2 separate regions of the Sus scrofa genome follow, and region 1 is linked to region 2. A link is a contact called in public HiChIP or PLAC-seq data. All regions are on one chromosome and are shown on one strand. Each heading gives the region's core, a stretch centred on a gene start, on an enhancer-like site or on the middle of the called end of the contact. The rest is flanking DNA. Distances are from core to core; before and after follow the strand shown. Region 1 overlaps TIAM1 (T-lymphoma invasion and metastasis-inducing protein 1). Region 2 overlaps TIAM1 (T-lymphoma invasion and metastasis-inducing protein 1).

Region 1 (6,589 bases), core at 3,555-6,054, 290 kb after region 2:
GCCTGGGAACCTCCATATGCCAAGGGAGTGGCCCTAGAAAAGGAAAAAAGACAAAAACAAAACAAAACACACAAAAAAGACCAAAAACAACTTGCTCTTCATCTTTGAAGGATAATAAGGAACCAATTCATTATTTCAATAAATAAGAACAAAGAATCAAGACATTATTCTGTCCTTTTTGTTTTTTTTTTTTTTTTACTTCTTAGGGCCCCACATGCCAGTACATGGAAGTTCCCAGGCTCGGTGTCAAATTGGAGCTGCAGCTGCTGGCCTACACCACAGCAACAGCAACAACAGATCTGAACCACATCTGCAACCTACACCACAGCTCTCGGCAATGCCAGATTCTTAACCTACTGAGTGAGGCCAGGGATCGAACTCACCTTCCATGGACACCAGTTGCATTCTTAACCCTCTGAGCCACAACCGGAACTCCTTTTCTGCCTTTTATATACAAACTATACCTCGAGGGAATTTTTTCTAAAGTTTGAAATAAAGTTCTTCCTTATAGAAATCATCCAGCTAATAAATACAGAAGAAATGACCATAAGAATATCACCTTTTTGTAACCCCTAAAAAAGGAATGAATCTAGACACCCGTATGAAACATCATTGGCTAAAACTATGAGGGAAAAGGCCGAATGGGACCCAAATACTGGATGATCGGATTAAACAATACCTGTCAATATTAACATTTTCAAAAGAGAAAGACTATGTCACTGGAGTTCCCGTCGTGGTGCAGTGGGTTAGCGAATCCGACTAGGAACCATGAGGTTGCGGGTTCAGTCCCTGCCCTTGCTCAGTGGGTTAAGGATCCGGCGTTGCCGTGAGCTGTGGTGTAGGTTGCAGACGTGGCTCGGATCCCGCGTTGCTGTGGCTCTGGCGTAGGCCGGTGGCTACAGCTCCGATTCAACCCCTAGCCTGGGAACCTCCATATGCCACGGGAGTGGCCCAAAGAAATAGCAAAAAGACAAAAAAAAAAAAGAAAGACTATGTCACCGGATGGAAGTTATACTATCATGTATGAGATAGTCTTGCCTCAAAATCGGAACCTAAATCTGATCAAGCCTTTAGCTTATAGGGTGTTTGAGGGAACAATGAAGCATGCGAAATGACAACACCGGGATGTTGGCAGCAAAATCTACATCGTAGGAAACCACATAGGACAAAAGATAGAGCTTCTTGAGCACATTTATCATAAGAGAGAACAAGAGCTAGAAAGGAACCTGTGTATTAAAAGAGGCTTAAGAGGAGTTCTCGTCGTGGCTCAGTGGTTAACGAATCTGATTAGGAACCATGAGTTTCAGGTTTGATCCCTGGTCTTGCTCAGTGGGTTAAGGATCCAGCGTTGCCATGAGCTGTGGTGTAGGTCACAGATGTGGCTCTGATCTCGAGTTGCTGTGGCTGTGACGTAGGCTGGCAGCTATAGGTTTAATTAGACCTATAGCTGCCACCTGTGACATGCGGAAGTTCCCAGGCCAGGGATCAAACCTGCACTACAACTGTAACCAGAGCCACAGCAGTGACAACACTGGATTCTTAACTCACGGAGCCATGAGGAAACTCCCTCCTGGGGTATTTTTAACTAACTGTGAAAATATATTTCTTAGACAACCAGGGAAATTTGAACATGAATATTCAGTAATATTAAGAAATGAATTACTGCTCATTTTTTGTGTGAAAACAGTACTGTGTTGATGTTTAACGAAAAGAATTCTTATTTTTACAGAGTCATATTGAAATATTTATAAATAAATCTGGAGTTCCCGCTGTTGCACAGCGGAAACAAATCTGACTAGGAACCATGAGGTTGCAGGTTCGATCCCTGGCCTCACTCAGTGGGTTAAGGATCCGGTGTTGCCATGAGCTATGGTGTAGATCGCAGACACGGCTCAGATGTGGCGTTGCTGTGGCTGTGACGTAGGCTGGCAGCTATAGGTTTAATTAGACCTCTAGCCTGGAAACCTACATATGCTGTGGGTGCAGCCCTAAAAAGACAAAAGACCAAAAAAAAAAAAAAAAAAAAAAAGAAAAAAAAAAAAGAAGGAAATCTGATTTTCTTTTTAAAGAAATAAACCCTCACCCTAGAATTCTTTCTTCTAGAAAATGACTTTGGTTGTTTTGATCCTATAAAAGTCACTGCTTTTCAAATATACCCAGAAATGAAGTGATGCAGAAAGAATAAAGGGTAAAAATCAACAAGCACTAGGCCCAGATTTAGGGCTAAATGATAAACAAATACATGAAAAAGCTTACATATTTATATAACCTTGGTGCACCCAGAAAGTCCTTCAAAGCATACATACCACGTGGAGGTCAGGCTTCTGATAATGTCAACATTTGGAAAACAGCCATCAATCTAGAAATTAAACAAACAAACAAAAGACTTCTGAGTGATAAACAGCTTTCAAAAAGCCCATGTACTTTTCTCCATGAAAGAAAAAGAAGCCCGTCATTTATAAAACAAGGCGTCAGCAAGAGCTAAGAACAGACAAAAGAAACAAAGGACTTAGCATTGGAGGCAGAGGAACAGTGCAATCCAAGAGTTAGTGCAGTAAGCACGCAGTCCACACAGAGGAGAGCCCCCCCCACTCCAGGGCACCACCCCAGTGCAGCCTCTTACAGGAACCATATCCCAGAGTCAGCAACATAGGCTCAACCAAGCTCAAAGGCCTGTTCAAGAATGTAAGAAGGGCAATATAGACACTGTTCAAAATTATCTTCATTAAGATGGTTAAATTTAAGAAGCTAAATTAGGAGTTCCCTGGTGGCCTAGTGGTTGAGTATCTGGCATTGTCACTGTTGCGGCACAGGGTTGATCCCTGGCCTGGGAACTATTGCATGCCATTGGTGCAGGCAAAAAAAAAAAAAAAAAAAAAAAGAAGCTAAATTATTCTTTCTTTCTTTCTTCCTTCCCTCCTTCCTTCCTTTCTTTCTTTTTTAAGTCAGACCCATGGCATGTGGAAGTTCCAGGGCCAGGGATCAACCCCATGCCACAGCAGTGACCTGGGCCACTGCAGCGACTCCACTGGATCTTTAACCCACTGCACCACCAGGGAACTCCTAACTTATTCACTTAATGAAGAAGGGAACAGGTTTGAGGAAAGGTGGAATTGAGATCAATGAGTAAAAATGAAGGCAGATTTTGAGCTTGAAATGGAGGCAGAGCTTCTTAACAATGAGAACCAGCCCCCAAGGGAGTGAACAGCCTCCTCCTTTGCTGCCCTGAGGTGCTGGACCCTCACAGTGAGCTCCCCGTGGCTCTCAACCTTGGGTGAGCCTGGACACTGAGGCCCTTAAGGATCCTGAATGATTCCAAGGTTTTCTGGTGAGTAAAGCTAAAGAAAAAATTATTCTGGGAGTTCCCGTCTGGTGCAGTGGTTGACGAATCTGACTAGGAACCATGAGGTTGCAGGTTTGATCCCTGGCCTTGCTCAGTGGGTTAAGGATCCGGTGTTGCCCGTGAGCTGTGGTGTAGGTTGCAGACGCTGCTCGGATCCCACGTTGCCATGGCTGGGGCATAGGCCAGTGGCTACAGCTCCGATTAGACCCCTATCCTGGGAACCTCCATGTGCCGCAGGAGCAGCCCTAGAAAAGGCAAAAAGACAAAAAAAATTTAAAAAATTAAAAAAATTAAAAATTATTCTGATGCTTGTTAAAATGGCAAGACTTTTTGCAGGGCTACTGCAAAACAGGAGAGAGATGGGGCTCAACTCCGAATAGAGCAAAGACACCTGAAGATTTACAGCAAATAAGCAGAGTGAGGGGGTCAGTGGACAGAAAACTACTAAGAGGAGACCGCAGGGGAGGGAGATTCTTGGTAAACAAACAGACAATAGGGTTTCTGCTCAAGGCAACCCAGGGTGATCAGATATCAAAGGGGATCACATATCAAGGGGCAGAGGGGGAGTCTCTCTAAACTGACTTAGCAGGATTCTTGCTGAAACTGGGCTAGGCAGGCCAAAGACAGGGCAGGGACCAAGGTCTAGAACTAGACAGAAAAAAGGACTCACAGGAGTCTGACTAAGGAGAGTCTTTGTCGGTCACGTTAACTCCACCTTACAAATAGAAATGCTGATGTCTAGAGGTCTCCAAGGTCACAGAGCAAGTGTGAGCAGGTGCCAGGAACAGATCCCAGACCTCCCAGATCCAAGCTCATGACGTCAGTTCCATGCACAGCCTCATAACTCCTTACACAGCAGAACACTTTTTAATTTCTCAATTGCCTCCCCACGTAATTTCTCTGTGTGCAAAATCCAGAAATGTGCATTTCTAATATATCAAGCTATCAAAAGAAAACCACCTTTGAACACAATGCCACGTGAGTGATTTATATACAATCCCCTGTAATACAAAGGCAGACTGGTTCATCATGGTGATATATAAGGAAGCCTTTCAAAGTGGCCTCGTAGGAGTTCCCATGGTGGCTCAGCAGGTTAAGAACAACCCAACACAGTGTCCGTGAGGATGCAGGTTCAATCCCTGGCCTCGCTCAGAGGGTTAAAAAGCCAGTGTTTCTGCAAGCTGTGGCGTGGGTTACAGATGTGGCTTGGATCTGGTGTTGCCGTGGCCGTGGTGTAGGCCAGCAGCTACAGCTCCAATTCGACCCCTAGCCTGGGAACTTCCATGTGACACAGGTGCGGCCCTAAAAAGGAAAAAAAAAAAAAAAATGGCCTTGTAATAATAGGCACACAAATAAAATAGAAAAAAGATAAAAGACTGGATTTAAATGCATCTGAAAAGAACAGGAAGCTTTCAGTCACTAACAGGATTACAAAACATCCATAGCACAAGCTAAGCAACTTCCCTAGATGCCTACTCTCTGGGGAGAGCCTGTACAGATGGCAGGCCACTTCCTGCACTCATGACAATGCCATCTACAGGATAAAAAAATCCTGAAGGGCGACAATATTCTCTGGTTGCCCTTCAGGCTACTTCCCATCTTCATCCACTGAGATCTGTGCCCTGGGAGGCTGACCTCTATGACCTGTATCCATCCAGCTCTCTTGCCCTTCAGGCCCTTGGGAGGTACCAGTGGAAGCCAGGAGAGTGGGAGGAGGAGAAGCAAAGAAGGGGCCTGTCTCCCCCTGCTTCCTATCTGCAGGGTCACCTGGGGGGCTCTCCACCACAGGTCACAGCTTCTGTCAGGTGACCCTCTCTCCTTCCTTCTACGGGGTGCAGGGTGAATTTGGGTGTCCCCCCAAATTCACATGTTGAAATCTAACCCCCAGTGTGATGGTCTTAGGAGGTGAGGGCTTTGGGAGGTGATTGACGGTTTTAGGAGGTGAGGGCTTTGGGAGGTGACTGATGGTCTTAGGAGGTGAGGCTTTGGGAGGTGATTGATGGTCTTAGCAGGTGAGGGCTTCAGGAAGTGATCAATGGTCTTAGCAGGTGAGGGCTTTGGGAGGTGACTGATGGTCTTAGGAGGGCTCTAGGTGGTAACTGATGGTCTTAGGAGGTGAGGGCTTTGGGAGGTGATTGACGGTTTTAGGAGGTGAGGGCTTTGGGAGGTGACTGATGGTCTTAGGAGGGCTCTAGGTGGTAACTGATGGTCTTAGGAGGTGAGGGCTTTGGGAGGTGATTGACGGTTTTAGGAGGTGAGGGCTTTGGGAGGTGACTGATGGTTTTAGGAGGTGAGGGCTTTGGGAGGTGACTGATGGTCTTAGGAGGGCTCTAGGTGGTAACTGATGGTCTTAGGAGGTGAGGCTTTGGGAGGTGATTGATGGTCTTAGCGGGTGAAGGCTTCAGGAAGTGATCAATGGTCTTAGCAGGTGAGGGCTTTGGGAGGTGATTGATGGTCTTAGGAGGTGAGGGTTTGGGGAGGTGACTGATGGTCTTAGCAGGTGAGGGCTTTGGGAGGTGATTAGGTCATGAGGGTGGCGCCCTCACAGATGGGGTTAGTGCTCTTATGAAAGAGACCCAAGAGCTCCCTCACCCCTCCTGTCATGTGACAGCCATCTGTAAACCAAGATCCAATGGTGCCTTGACCATGGACGTCCCAGTCTCCAGAACTATGAGAAATTTACAGCATTCACGTCACCCAACCTTGGTACTTTGTCAAAGCAGCCTGAACAGCCGAAGAGGGGGTTCCTCCTGCCTCCCCAGTGGACCTCACTCCCCTTTCTGCTTCTTAACCCCACAACACACTTTTGCTATTATCTCTTATATCACCTCTTTTTTTTTTTTTTTTTTTTTGTCTTTGGTCTTTTGAGGGCCACACCCAAGGCACACGGAGGTTCCCAGGCTAGGAGTCTAATTGGAACTGTAGCTGCCGCCTACACCACAGCCACAGCCATGCAGGATCCGAGCCGTGTCTGCGACCTATACCACAGCTCATGGCAACACCGGATCCTCAACCCATGGAGCGAGGCCAGGGATCAAACCTGCAACCTCATGGTTCCTAGTTGGATTCATTTCCACTGCGCCACAATGGGAACTCCCTATCTCTTATATCACCTCTTTGTGCAATATGGTCTTCTGCCCAGCTTCTGACAACAATGGAAAGTGAAGAGGAACAGAGGACCAGGAATTTAATTTTCTGTATTTACCCTCGACTGGGGGAGAACTAGTTCTTAAGCTAGATTTCATA
Region 2 (6,574 bases), core at 696-3,195:
ATTGAGAAAGACGGCTTTCCCCACGCAGACATGCAATGTACACCGCTAAGGCTATCAAGAGTCCCAAGGAAAAAAACACAAAAATAAAAATAAATAAATAAATAAAAAGGAGTTCCCGTTGTGGCGCAGGGGTTAACGAATCTGACTAGGAACCATGATGAGGTTGCGGGTTCGGTCCCTGGCCTCGCTCAGTGGGTTAAGGATCAGGCATTGCCATGAGCTGTGGTGTAGGTTGCAGATGCGGCTCAGATCCCGCATTGCTGTGGCTCTGGCTTTGGCCGGTGGCTACAGCTCTGATTGGACCCCTAGCCTGGGAACCTCCATATGCCAAGGGAAGTGGCCCTAGAAAAGGCAAAAAGACAAAAAAAAAAAAAAAAAAAAAGTCTCAAGGAGCAGCCTCCCTTTCAAGATGCCAATAATTTGCACACTGGGGGGAAGGTGGGGATATAGCCATCTCCTAGAATAACACAGGCAAAGAAAATATTAAACACTATAGCTAGATTATTTAAGGTCACTGAAGAATACAAGGATTTCCATCAGCAAAATCAGGTTTTTTTAAAGTTGAAGTATTGGAGCTCCCGTTGCAGTGCAGCGGAAACGAATCCAACTAGTAACCATGAGTTGCAGGTTCGATCCTGGCCTTGCTCAGTTTTAAGGATCTGGCATTGTGGTGAGGTGTGGTATAGGTCAAAGACCCATCTCAGATCCTGTGTTTCTGTGGCTGTGGTGTATGCTGGCATCTGCAGCTATGATTTGACCTCTAGCCTGGGAACCTCCATATGCCACGTATGTACCCCTAAAAAGCAAAAAAAAAAAAAAAAAAAAAAAAAAGTATAACGGATATACAATGTTGCATCAGTTTCAGGTGTATAGCAGAGTGATTCTGTTTTAAGACTGGAATCCACTACAGGTATTACAAGATCCTGATATGATTTCCTGTGCTATATAGTAAATCCTTGTTGCTTATCTATTTTATGTATTAGTAGTTTGTGTCTGTTAATCCCATACTCCTAATTTACTTGTCCCTCCATCCCTCCCTCCCTTTGGTAACCAGAAGATTGTTCACTAAGTCTGAGTCTATTTCTGTTTTGCACATAGATTCACTTGTATTATTATTATTATTATTGGTCTTTTTAGGGCGGCCCTAAACTGTAGATCGTACTGTAGCTGTAAGTCATGAGTGTAGGTCACCGACGTGGCTCAGATGCCAAGTTGCTGTGGCTGTGGCGTAGGCTGGCACCTGCAGCTCTGAGTCGACCCCTAGCCTGCCAACTTCCCTGTGTTGTGGGTGCGGGTCTCCCCTGCCAAAAAAATTTTTAAAAAAGATAGATAAATAAATAAATAAATAAGCCTTCCTCCAAAAGCATCTAGTCCTGTAAAAAGGAAAACTTGCTTTCTTAAAATACGAGAAGAAAATCTGATTCAATAGGAATTATGAAAAAGAAAAAGAAAAAAAAAAAAAGGAAAGGAAAGGAAGGAAGGACGAACCCAGTTCCTGACAAACAAATGTTAATACAGCCCAAAATGACTTGCCAGTAGGGGCCCCAGGGAGTCATTCAATATTAACCCAATACACCCACCCCTTCAGAAGGCTTAGCGTTATGAAGACCAGCCGGCACCATGAGTGGCCTAAGATCTTGGAAGTGAAGGAAGTGAGTAAAACAGAGTGAAGAAACCAAGCGGCAACTCCTGCGTTGAATACCCAGAAGACCCCTCCTACTGAAATTCATGACCAGAGAAAAATCATGACAACCTCACAAACAGAACAGAAGTACTCAGAACCAGAGTCCAGGACACAGCAAAACTGAGAAAGTAAGAAAAGCAGACACCTCTGCCATAGAGGGGACCCAAGACCAAGAATGCAACAGTCTAAGAAGTCCCCAGAGGAAAAGGCACACTCAGTTGCTGAAATGACACATACTTTCCCTTCAAGGCAGCCTAGGGGATCATGCTTATGAGTCAATTACAAAATTATCCGAACTCATTTCAACAACAAGGTCTGAGACAGTCCTGAGGGCTGAGGCGGAGGGAGGAGCAAGAGAGAAATTAGGCAAGTGTGAAATCTTTCCATTCATTTAGTCAGTGGGATTATTAAGTCATCGTTTCCTCCTACACGATTCTATAAAAGGCAGTGTTTGGTTTGCAGTTAGGTTTTTTGTTTGTTTTTTTGCTATGGGTTGATGGATGTGTGCTGGTCATTTTACAGACCCTGGACTTGATTGTACCACAGAAAGCTGTGCTTAGGTGCTAATGTCAGAGAGAGATGGGCTGCATTTAAAATCCTTGGTAGCTGTTGAGGTCAGAGGCAAGACTCTCTTAGGACCGGGAGACTCGGTCAATATGCTGTGGGAACACGTCCTTACAGCAGGAACTAGGCCCTGAGAATAAATGGATTAGCTGAAGGTATCAGCCTTGGAGAGCAGCGTTCCAAGGTGAAGTCTGGAAATTACTAGACGGGTTGTACCGGGCAGCAATCTAAGGATAGACGTCCAGCCTCAGCCTTGAGAACCTCATTACCTGACATCATCACAATCTCTGAGCATGGGATTCTGTGGCTGACAACAGCTGGGGTGGTCCAGGACAACTGGAAATGAACACACCTCCCCCCAACAAAGCCCTGCTTCTTCATGTCAGGTCATGGAAGAAGCACCACTGACAATACTTATGGGTGGGTGCCTGATACCCTGGTACCCCTTCAGTGTGGAAACCTAAGTGGGGTCTATGAGCCTCTCAGTCACTCCCATAAAAAAGAATAAAAACTGGAGTTCCCGTCGTGGCATAGTGGTTAATGAATCTGACTAAGAACCATGAGGTGGCAGGTTCGATCCCTGCCCTTGCTCAGTGGGTTAAGGATCTGGCGTTTCCGTGAGCTGTGGTGTAGGTCGCAGATGCGGCTCAGATCCTGCGTTGCTGTGGCTGTGGTATAGGCCGGTGGCTACAGCTCCGATTAGACCCCTAGCCTGGGAACCTCCATATGCCACAGGAAGCGGCCCTAGAAAAGGCAAAAAAAAAAAAGTATAAAAAGTATGGCAGGATTATGCCTCGTTTCTATTTCTGAGTCCTCAAATCAATCAATCTTAGGATTTGAGTCCAAGAGCTTTGAAATTCAGCCCCCTCTTGCCTCTTGCTACAGTTGACCCTTACTCAAGAGATAGAAAGTAAACCAAAGAAAAAAAGAGTCCCCACTGTGGTGCATTTCAGTTTTTATTTGTAGCACCGCAACTCACTACTGCTTTAATTATTGACGTCACACTTCTGCTGCGTATGAAGCCTTTTAGACACATTCATCCCTCATCCCTCGCCATCAAAAACATCCTCTGGCTTTATGATGTCTTTAGTTTTTTTGTTTGGTTGGTTTTTTTCATTTTTTGTTTTTTAGTGCCGCACTCTTGGTATATATGGAGGTTTCAAGGCTAGGGAAGGGGTTGAATCAGAGCTGTAGCTGCTGGCCTACACCACAGCCACAGCAACACGGGATCCGAGCCAGGTCTGTGACCTACACCACAGCTCACGGCAATGCCAGATCCTTAACCCACTGAGAGAGGCCAAGGATTGAACCTGCGTCCTCATGGATGCTGGTCAGATTCATTTTTCGCCAAGCCAGGACAGGAACTCCTGGAGTCTTTAGTTTTAAAGTCAAGAGGTAAACAGTGCGGAGTTCCCGTTGTGGCTCAGCAGGTTAAGAACCCAACACAGTATCCATGAGAAGAATATGGGCCCCGTCTTTGGCCTCACTCAGGAAGTTAAGGATCCAGCGTTGCTGTGAGTTGTAGCGCAGGTTGCAGATGTGGCTCAGATCCAGCATTGCTGCGGGTGTGGCCAGCAGTTGCAGCTCCAATTTGACCCATAGCCTGGGAACATTCATATGCTGTAGGTGTAGCTGTTAAAAAAAAAAAAAAGGAAACGTTTCCCTCATGAGACAGAAGCTGCAGATGTTCCCCGCTGAAATCTTTAAAACAAGAAAGAAAAAAAGAAAAAAACAAAAGAAAGAAAGAAACAGTGTGAAGGTGTAATGCCAGTGGCCCGGGGTTCAAAAGGAGGGTCTCTTCATTGGGCCAGCACCCTCCAGTGAGGGTTCTGAGAGGCAGGCTGGTTGCCTGTGGCAGAGCCCTGCAGAAGAAATCAAAGATGCTGCTCCCCAGGCAAGGGGTTTGAAGAGGTGCAAATGCTAAAAAGCCTAGTCAGTTCATTCCGAAAGAAACGGGAGAATGGATAATCATGAGGTCCTGCCACAGGGCACGGGGAGCTATAGCCAGTCTCTTGGGATAGAGCATGATGGAAGATAATATGAGAAAAAGAATGTATATACATATAGAGATGTTTGACTGGGTCACTTTTGCTGTACAGCAGAAATTGGTACAACACTGTCAATCAACTATAATGGTTTTAAAAAAAGAAAAGGCAAGTGAAGGAGTTCCCGTCGTGGCGCAGTGGTCAACGAATCCGACTAGGAACCATGAGGTGGCGGGTTCGATACCTGGCCTTGCTCAGTGGGTTAAGGATCCAGCATTGCCGTGAGCTGTGGTGTAGGTCGCAGACACAGCTCGGATCCCACGTTGTTGTGGCTGTGGTGTAGGCCATTGCTGTGGCTGTGGTGTAGGCTGGCGGCTACAGCTCCGATTAGACCCCTAGCCTGGGAACCTCCATATGCCAAGGGAAGCGGCCCTAGAAAAGGCAAAAAGACAAAAAAAAAAAAAAAAAAAAAAAAAAAAAAAGGCAAGTGAGCATTCATAGTGGCTTTTATATCCTTTCACCGAGTTTTCTAGTTCGCCTTCTTTCCAGCACACAGTAGGACTACACCTCACATATCTTTGCTCTCCTATCCCCTGTGACTTGCTTTGATGAGCAAACTGGAAATGAGCCAGTGCCTGATTCAACATCTTCCCTCTCTGCCCTCTGCCAAGAGGCAGACAATGTCCCAGGTGGCAGCGGCTGCAGGCCTGGGTCCTCGAGTGAGGACCACATACAGAAAAGGTCCCAGAGGACATCTGGTGACTAGGAGAAAGCATCACACTCTTGGGAGCCACTGAGCTTTGCTGACTGTCAGTGCCTCAGTTAACTTCGTCATTCCTGACCCATCGAGCTCCGATAAAATATGCGTTTCCCTATATACCTTACCTGAGCACCAACTCTAATGCCATCCAAGTCAGAAAGGGTCACGCCAAGAAGGCCAGCCTTCAATATATGGAAAGGATTACACATTTAACTACACCAGAATGCAGACAATGGGGTGGGAAAGCCTTCACAAAGCCAGCCTGACTGCTATTCTTTGAAAGGCCCACTGACAAGTTGGGCTCCTGGCTGGCATCTGAGAACTCAGATTTTGGGAGGGTTCCCAACACCCTGATGTAGCTCATTGTGTCTAGAATTAGTGCCAACCACACAGTCTATGTAGAACACCTGCTCCCTCCGGGGGCTCGGGAGTTTGGGTACATGCTAGGCAGGGGGTGCCTACGTGACCAGCCTCCCAACAAAAACCCTGGGCACTGAATCCCTCACAAACGTCTACTGCACAATAGTTCACACATTGTCCCGGCTTGTTGCTGGGGAATGAGGGACGTCCTGTGTGATGGGGGAGGCCTTTTGGAAGCTTGAACTTGGTTTTCTTGGACTTCACCCCATGTGCCTCTCCCTTTAACTGAGGCTGTTTGGTATAGTTCTGCTGTCATAAATCATGGTCACAGATATGACCATAAGCTTTGTCCAGGGGGTCCTCTTAGTGAATCAGAGAACCTAGGGATGATCTTGGGGACCCCCAACTCACACCAAAATCTGTTCCATTAGCATCATTTGTGAGGGAAAGGAGAATAATATATATCTGGGGGGGGGAGGATAATTTCTTCATTACACTGTGAGATAAAGTATTCTACTCCTGATACATCCATTTTTTCTTTTCTTTTCAATTTTTTGTGGCCACACCCCGAGCATATGGAAGCTCTTGGGCCAGGGATTGAATCTGAGCCTCGTCTGTCATAGCACTGGATCCTCGAACCCACTGCGCTGGGCCAGGGAATGAACCCACACCTCTGCAGGGACCGGAACTGCTGCAGTCAGATTGTAAACGCGCTGCGCCACAGCAGGAACTTCCTTTTTTTTTTTTTTTTTTTTGCTTTATAGGGTCACATGTGTGGCATGTGGAAGTTTCCAGGCTAGGGGTCAAATCAGAGCTATAGCTGCCAGCCTACACCACAGGCATAGTAACACCAGATCCAAGCTGCATCTGTGACTTACACCACAGCTCACAGCAATGCTGGATCCTTAACCCACTGAGCGAGGCCAGGGATCGAACCTGCATCCTCATGGATACTACTTTGGCTCATTACCGCTGAGCCACAACAGGACCTTCCTTCCTTTTCTTTTTTACGACAGTAGAACACCAATGATTAAAGGTGCAAAATTTAAAGCTAAAGTCTTCATCACAGCCAGGGTAAATATTTCTTTTTTCCCCTAGTTTGGCTGCTCTGCTAGAGCACAGAAGCCAGATGGGCTATCTGTTTTAAACAGCCCCCAAAGGCGCTTTATTGAATTGTAAATAAGTGCATGTTTACACAGAAATTGTTTTCACATGAAGAAC

Evidence for each region. HiChIP or PLAC-seq counts read pairs in DNA pulled down with a chosen protein or histone mark.
Region 1: an H3K27ac HiChIP or PLAC-seq map of alveolar macrophages shows a contact between it and region 2. The contact joins two enhancer-like sites. A contact is called at or near these places in 3 of 47 Hi-C or Micro-C datasets (mesenteric adipose tissue, retroperitoneal adipose tissue and subcutaneous adipose tissue) and 1 of 2 datasets of contacts at active chromatin or transcription factors (alveolar macrophages).

What each region holds. Positions count from the first base shown.
Region 1 is chr13:195,135,602-195,142,190 of Sscrofa11.1, forward strand. TIAM1 (T-lymphoma invasion and metastasis-inducing protein 1) reads right to left here. Exons shown (of 30, transcript XM_021070904.1): 2 at 2,307-2,359. All of the region lies in intron 1 of LOC110256474 (a long non-coding RNA gene), which reads left to right. Among named protein-coding and RNA genes, the nearest start is that of TIAM1, 97 kb to the right of the region's middle. Within about 2 kb of position 4,805, at least 10 of the 83 cell types and tissues checked have an H3K27ac peak or open chromatin away from gene starts, as enhancers often do. A contact at or near this core is called in alveolar macrophages, where this site is marked.
Region 2 is chr13:194,852,431-194,859,004 of Sscrofa11.1, forward strand. The region is part of intron 15 of TIAM1 (T-lymphoma invasion and metastasis-inducing protein 1); the gene reads right to left. Among named protein-coding and RNA genes, the nearest start is that of TIAM1, 380 kb to the right of the region's middle. Within about 2 kb of position 1,946, at least 6 of the 83 cell types and tissues checked have an H3K27ac peak or open chromatin away from gene starts, as enhancers often do. A contact at or near this core is called in alveolar macrophages, where this site is marked.